2 separate regions of the Salmo salar genome follow, and region 2 is linked to region 1. The links are chromatin contacts, called in public Hi-C maps. All regions are on one chromosome and are shown on one strand. Each heading gives the region's core, a stretch centred on a gene start, on an enhancer-like site or on the middle of the called end of the contact. The rest is flanking DNA. Distances are from core to core; before and after follow the strand shown. Region 1 holds the start of LOC106574436 (oxysterol-binding protein-related protein 11). Region 2 holds the start of LOC106574434 (actin-related protein 3).

Region 1 (3,212 bases), core at 673-3,172:
TGCCACCAACCTCCTGTGATTACAATATGTTATGTGATGTTATTTTGTTACAGGGTCGTTTAAGGAATTGACATAAGGGACGGCTGGATACAATAACACACACATTAAGTCTTGGCACAGTGGAAAGCAAGGTATGTCATACTGGTAGGCCGTTCATAGAATGCCAACTACCTTTAGCATCTATTTATGAAGGTATATTCTGGCCGGGGGAGTTTTGTTAAGAGCCCCGACGCTCGTTCTGAACGTTAACATGCATCACTTGCGGTACGGTTTTGGAAATATAAGGAAAGTATCTTTCATAGCAGCGAGAAAGAATCTCAAAAAAACGTACGTCTAAATTACTACACACCTTTTATAGTATGTCTGGGAATTTCCAGGGACCTCACAATATCATATTATCACGATATTTAGGAGCCAATACGATATGTATTGCGATTCTCACAATTCTATGTATTGCGATTCGATAATGTGATTTTATTGCGATTCGATGTTCCAAACTGTTCACCATAGCTGCAGAGGGACAAGCAAGAACATGAGAAAACGAGTTTGGATCAGTCATGGAAATAAAAGTGCTGAAAACAAATTGACTCCCCATTTAAAAAGGAGATGGAGAATAAGCTATGTAGGAAAAATACTGGACAACTAACAAAAAAAATCCTATTGCGATATTGTCAAAACTACATGATATATTGTCAAAATAATATCCTGATATGTAACTGTCTAGACTTCTTACCCCAGCACTATTTTATAAGGTTAGGGTTTGTGTTCCCATATGGACATGTTACAGTGCTTTACTAAGGAAGCCTAATGGAAGGCAGAGAAGACCATGATATTGATCCCATACTATGCATACACACTGCCCTATGGTTCAGTGCAAACCTGATACAGTAAGTCTATCTTTTTTATATGAAAGATTATTTCTCACTCATATGAAAGATAATTCCATGTCTCAAAAACCGCGATGATTATTGACGTTTCTGAACTTTAAAACAAAGATGGGATTGTAGTTTACATGGGCCCACCGGTAAACAGCGCTTATAGCTGATATCCCTAGGGATAAGGCAGAATGCCTTGTTAATGCCTTGGGTTCTTGAGAACAACACCACACGGATACGTTATCAACTCTGTATAGGTCAAACTTCACTCATCTTATCTGCGTGTGTCCTTTTACACAACCGCAAAGCATGTCCGGAGATAACGTTAACTCCAGATGTATTGCCCAACTCAATGATTTGTAAACTCGAGGCAAAAATCTAATATTAAACAAAACACAATACTAACCACATTTTTGGGAAGCTTGTGACCGGGGAGGTATTTGACGTTCTCATGCTCTGTGTTGATGATTTCTGTTAACTTTTTGCCATCGATCATCTCTTCAAACACCCACATGTTAACAATGGGGTCAAACCTGTTGGATCCCTTTACATTGTGACCGACGATTTTGGCTATCGCAGAGCCCCTAGGAGATGATGAAAACGGATTAGTTTGGAGGGCAATGGAATAACAGCATTCATATTTTCAAAATCCCAGTCGCAAAATGAACAACATGCCAAATATATCTTGGGGGTACCATAACCAGATTACAACAGTACACGAAATGGCTTGCATATCCCCAAGCCTACATTCAATGAATGTAAATCAAACTTCTATGTTTGAGCTTCTATGAAACTACAAGCAAGTTGTCAATTTAGCCAAAGATCAGCACTTAGTTTGCTACATTATGAATCAATGAGTGGAATTCATGATACAATTTTGTCGAATGCAGGCACATGCAAATAGAGAAAGCCCATAAATATACCAGTTTCCAGATCCAACGATGCACACTTTCTTAGCAGGCATTTTTAAGGTAGAGTAGCAGCCACGATTCCTGTTAAGTGTTAAGGGATCAGTAAAATGCCGTGTTTATAACCATGTCCATAACTTCCTTATACGCCCTAGTCGTGTGGGCAGCACATTATTTTTAGCACACCGCCCTTTTACCCTGTATATAAAAGAAGGGAAAGGTTTGTACAGGTTAGATAACAGTAGGGTTATTCTGGGTGTGCCACCACGACGAACCTGTCATGACAAGTATGGAGAGACGTTTATGCATGGAGAAAGTCCTATAATTTTCTCGATTTGCCGAGCTCGGGGAGATACAAAATTCTCACTGTTTGTCATGCAACACGACTGAAATATATGCCGGCGGTAGCTCGATGGGGTATGTGCAGGATATATTTGAAGACGTGTTCTATTTCTACAACTGCAACCTATTTCGACAAACTTTGTATGCTACAATTTTCCCTATTGTTTTGCCAATGCGGAAGTCCTTTCATGGAATTGAATCACATGACTCCAGTTCCGTGTCGCGTCATCGTGAAGCCTGTTAGCAGCGATTTGGATAATGTTAACCCCAAGCTCACGACCTATCTAGCTAGCACGCCACTGTTTTTATACGAATATATTGTGATGGATTACTTAATTAGTCGTTTAGATAGTTTTTCATGAACGATAGCTATGTGTTTTGTAAAGCCATAAACCGAAGAAATCCATCTGTGAGCAAGGCCTTCAAGTTAGCAAATCAGACTAGAGTGCTGTGTGACTAGCTGTCAAGCTAGCTAACGTTTCTGGCAAGGTTTGTAGCTTGTTAGCTAGCTATAACGTTGGCTATGACTATGCAAGGAGAAACCGCCACGGCAATACGAATATCGGACAGTGAAGGGAAACTGGATGTCTTTCCCCAGAAAGGAACGCCTGGTAGTTCTGGGAGAGGGAGTTCTAAAGGCTGGCAGTACAGGTATGCTGACTGTCTAGCTAGCTAGGCTAATTATCTGGCTAACCAATCGTGCAAACCTAGTTAGCTGCTGTGATTTTGTTTGGTTAATAGGCAGTGCAACACACATCTTCAGTTGGTAACGTTAACTAGCAAGCCCTTGGTCAAATGTTAGCTGTCTAGCCAGCTATGGTTTCTAGCTGAGCTTACCGACTTAGCTATTAGTTAACAGGCTAGTCAGAGTTGAATCCGAGGTTCTTCTGGAGTTGAACTTTGCCAACCCATTGCTGTTATTGTAGGATAACTAGCTTTTTTGCTAACTGTCAATCATTTTCTCTATCTCTGCTCTGCAGTGACCACATGGAAAATATTGATGGTTACCTGATGAAATACACCAACCTGGTAACAGGATGGCAATATAGGTGAGTGGGCAGCCCAGGTTGAAGAACATTGATTAAAC
Region 2 (3,118 bases), core at 405-2,904, 210 kb before region 1:
CTAGATAGATAAGTACATATACCGATACAATTTACTTCGCATTTAGTAGTAAAACAGCACAAGGAACGAATGAATGTTTGAACACGTTCTTCTTGGCCAAGGGCATTCTGAAGTGCCGGACAGAGGGAATCCTCTCGAACTGAGGGTGGGAGGGGGTCGCCAACAAAAGCCAGTGCCTTCTTTTTGGTTGCCTTATAGAACAGAATGCTCAAATGTGCCTGTGGTCGACCAATTACTTTGCTGGCTGTGTTGACTATTGTGGTTTGTTTGCTTTTTCTCCTCACTCTCAGATTCCCCAACCAGACTCATATTGAACGTAAGGATGCAGGTGTTTGGAGACACAGATAGCCATTTAGCACTTGTTCTGTCCGTTTTCCATAAACAAGCGCTGTAACATGGACTGATATGAAAGATAAGGTCCTTATGCTTCCAAAATCATACTGCAAGCGATGCGTGTTAATGTTCAGACCGAGCATCGCGGCTCTTAACAAATCTCCTCAGTACAGTCCAATGACTCATGTGTACGTAATGGAAAGGAACTGATTCTCATGATCAAGGGCTACATATGAATGAACATGGTACATTATCATTAGAAGATGACAGCGTTTCCCAAACTCGGTCCTTGGGACCACAGGGGGTGGTTTTTGCCCTAACACTACACAGGTGATTCAAATGATCAAAGCTTGATGATTAGTTGATTATTTGAATCAGCTGTTTAGTGCTAGGGCGAAAAACAAAATGTGCACCGAGTTTGGGGAACCGCTGATGTATGATACAGAAATACTTACATGAAGGAACAATAAACTGTGGCTCTGTGTTTCCAGCATATCCAATCTTTGTGTACCTACAACAAAAGCATTGCATGAGAAAGTTCAGTGGGTTATATAGATTCTAATGATGCATGATCTAAAGCAGTGGTTCACAACCTGGGGGTACTTGGCCATCCACAGGGGGGTACTTGAGAAGCCTCGTGAGACCATAGGCCTACTGGTAAAATGCACATAAGGGGTACTCAGTCCGAGCAGTGAAAATTCAGTTGGTGGTACAGTAACCGAAAAAGGTTACAAACCACTAATCTAAAAGGTGGCATGACTGTCTGTGGACTAGGCCAGTTATACGCTTCCATAAATTGAAACAGTTACGTAGACTCCTGTAACAGGTTAAAGTCAATGCATACCACTAATGTAACGTCTAACGAGTGGGGAACCCTGATGGAAATTAGCTACTAGCAAGCTATCTTCTAATGCCTAAAATGGTTAACTAGCTATCTTGCTGGGTGGATTAAACGAAATTAAGCAAATTAAGGTTGTTGCTGACTAGCTAGCTATCTTGATTGGTTTACCTTGCACGCCCAACATTTCTGCCCTGTCTGGGTGCATCTAGCTAAAGCCAATCAATCAGTTAGCTAGTTATTAGCATTAACACTTGGTACGTACCCTGTGCCACAGTCAACTACACAAGCCGGTAGACGTCCAGCCATGTTTCCTTAAATATCTACCGCAGACTGCAATAATGAATTGCTGCTTTATTCCAGTGGGTCTTATAAAAAGGAAAGTCGTTTGTTTTGGGTAGAGGGATAACCATTTATTTAGCTAGCTAGTTTAGAGGCGGAACCCTGAACCCGCAGAGTGAAGTTACTTCCGCAATCACCTGATGCGGAAGTTGAAAGCGGCTGACGCGACGCTGATCATAACGTTTGTTAAAGCATTTCTAATATCGCACCTTATCAGAAGGGGAGGTGAATGTACACTTTCTAATTGAAATGTAAACATATTAAACAATTATTCTCTATAATGTACCGGTAGTTTGTATAGTAGCAGCAGAATACCCGTGTTCAGTCAATTCACGGACAGGATTCTGTGACGATTGATATGAGTGCAGTAGACTATCTGAATATAATATCTTCTTTGAACATTGCATGACGCTATAGACACCAATGACATTAAAATGCATTGTATCAATGCGTTAGGTTGACCTTTTGGGTGAACATGAAAACCAAGATCTGTTCTCTCTATCCTAGAAGTAAACTGCATTAGTGATCAGTTTCACCCAAGACCATCTCAAAAGTTTCCATCATTTTCAGAGACCGAGTTAAAATCAGTTTCAAGTTGGATATTCGACAATAGCTTTCAAACCACTTGAGCCACAGATTCCAAATAAGTGTCATGATGTTGGAAAAATTGTGACCGTGACATGTGGGTACGTTTCATCAAGTTGACATTCAGTGATCCGTGCCCAGTGGGAACCTAGGCTTCTTCCGTCCGTTTTATGGTTCCGCAGCAAAACAATGGGCATGGATGGTACTACCCACATCAGATATAGGCCTCCCTCCCCAGACAAGCTGGAGATACCTCTCCCCACTTCATAGGGCATGAGCCAGATCCATGCAATGCCAATGAGTTTAGTCTCTGCCTCAAGTCTAGTGAGCGTAGAGGAGACCTCCCCACCTACAATGTGTGGGGCCGGCAAGCACCGTAGCTAGGGAGATCTACGAGAAGGGCCCGGCGCGCGTCCAGAGTTGCCGGACCCAACCCCCAACCGGCCCGCGGACAGACAGCACCCCGACAAAACCCCGCATGCAGCCCTTTGCGAGACCACGCACAAGAGACCACGAGATGGGCCGCACAATGACCTTCCAATGGTGGCAAGAGGAGGGCGGCGGAGCGACTGCTCCCCCAGCGGCGGCTCGAGCCCCACTTCGCACCCCAGCCAGACCGACCCAGCCCTTAGAGCCAATCCTTATCCCGAAGTTACAGATCTTTTTTGCCAACTTTCCTTACCTACATTGTTATAACATGCCAGAGGCTGTTCACCTTGGAGACCTGCTGCGGATATGGGTACGGCCCGGCATGAGATTTACACCCTCTCTCCCGGATTTTCAAGGTCCAGGGAGAGCTCACCAGATGTTGCCAAAACCGCAATGCTTTCCAGGGCTTGGGCCCCTCTCTTGGGGCGAACCCATTCCAGGGCGCACTGCCCTTTACAAAGAAAAGAGAACTCTCCCTGGGGCTCCCGTCAGCTTCTCCGGAATCGGTTGCTCACAGTGCCCGTCTCCGCCAGTCCGTGCACATTCTGAAAGTAGTTTGAGGTCAGTAGGTCACATTACCAAGGAGATATT

Evidence for each region. A called contact is a pair of places that touch in the nucleus more often than the background predicts.
Region 2: a Hi-C map of gill shows a contact between it and region 1, with 4 times the contacts expected there. The contact joins the promoter of LOC106574434 here to the promoter of LOC106574436 in region 1. A contact is called at or near these places in 2 of 3 Hi-C or Micro-C datasets (gill and muscle).

Annotation. Positions count from the first base shown.
Region 1 is chrssa16:68,089,476-68,092,687 of Ssal_v3.1, reverse strand. It overlaps LOC106574436 (oxysterol-binding protein-related protein 11), which reads left to right and starts at 1,922. Exons shown (of 13, transcript XM_014150332.2): 1 at 1,922-2,200; 2 at 3,106-3,174. The coding sequence starts at 2,196. LOC106574437 (glycerol-3-phosphate dehydrogenase 1-like protein) reads right to left here and starts at 2,077. Exons shown (of 9, transcript XM_014150334.2): 1 at 2,059-2,077; 2 at 1,799-1,867; 3 at 1,282-1,459. The coding sequence starts at 1,839.
Region 2 is chrssa16:68,302,542-68,305,659 of Ssal_v3.1, reverse strand. LOC106574434 (actin-related protein 3) reads right to left here and starts at 1,654. Exons shown (of 12, transcript XM_014150321.2): 1 at 1,437-1,654; 2 at 789-844. The coding sequence starts at 1,480.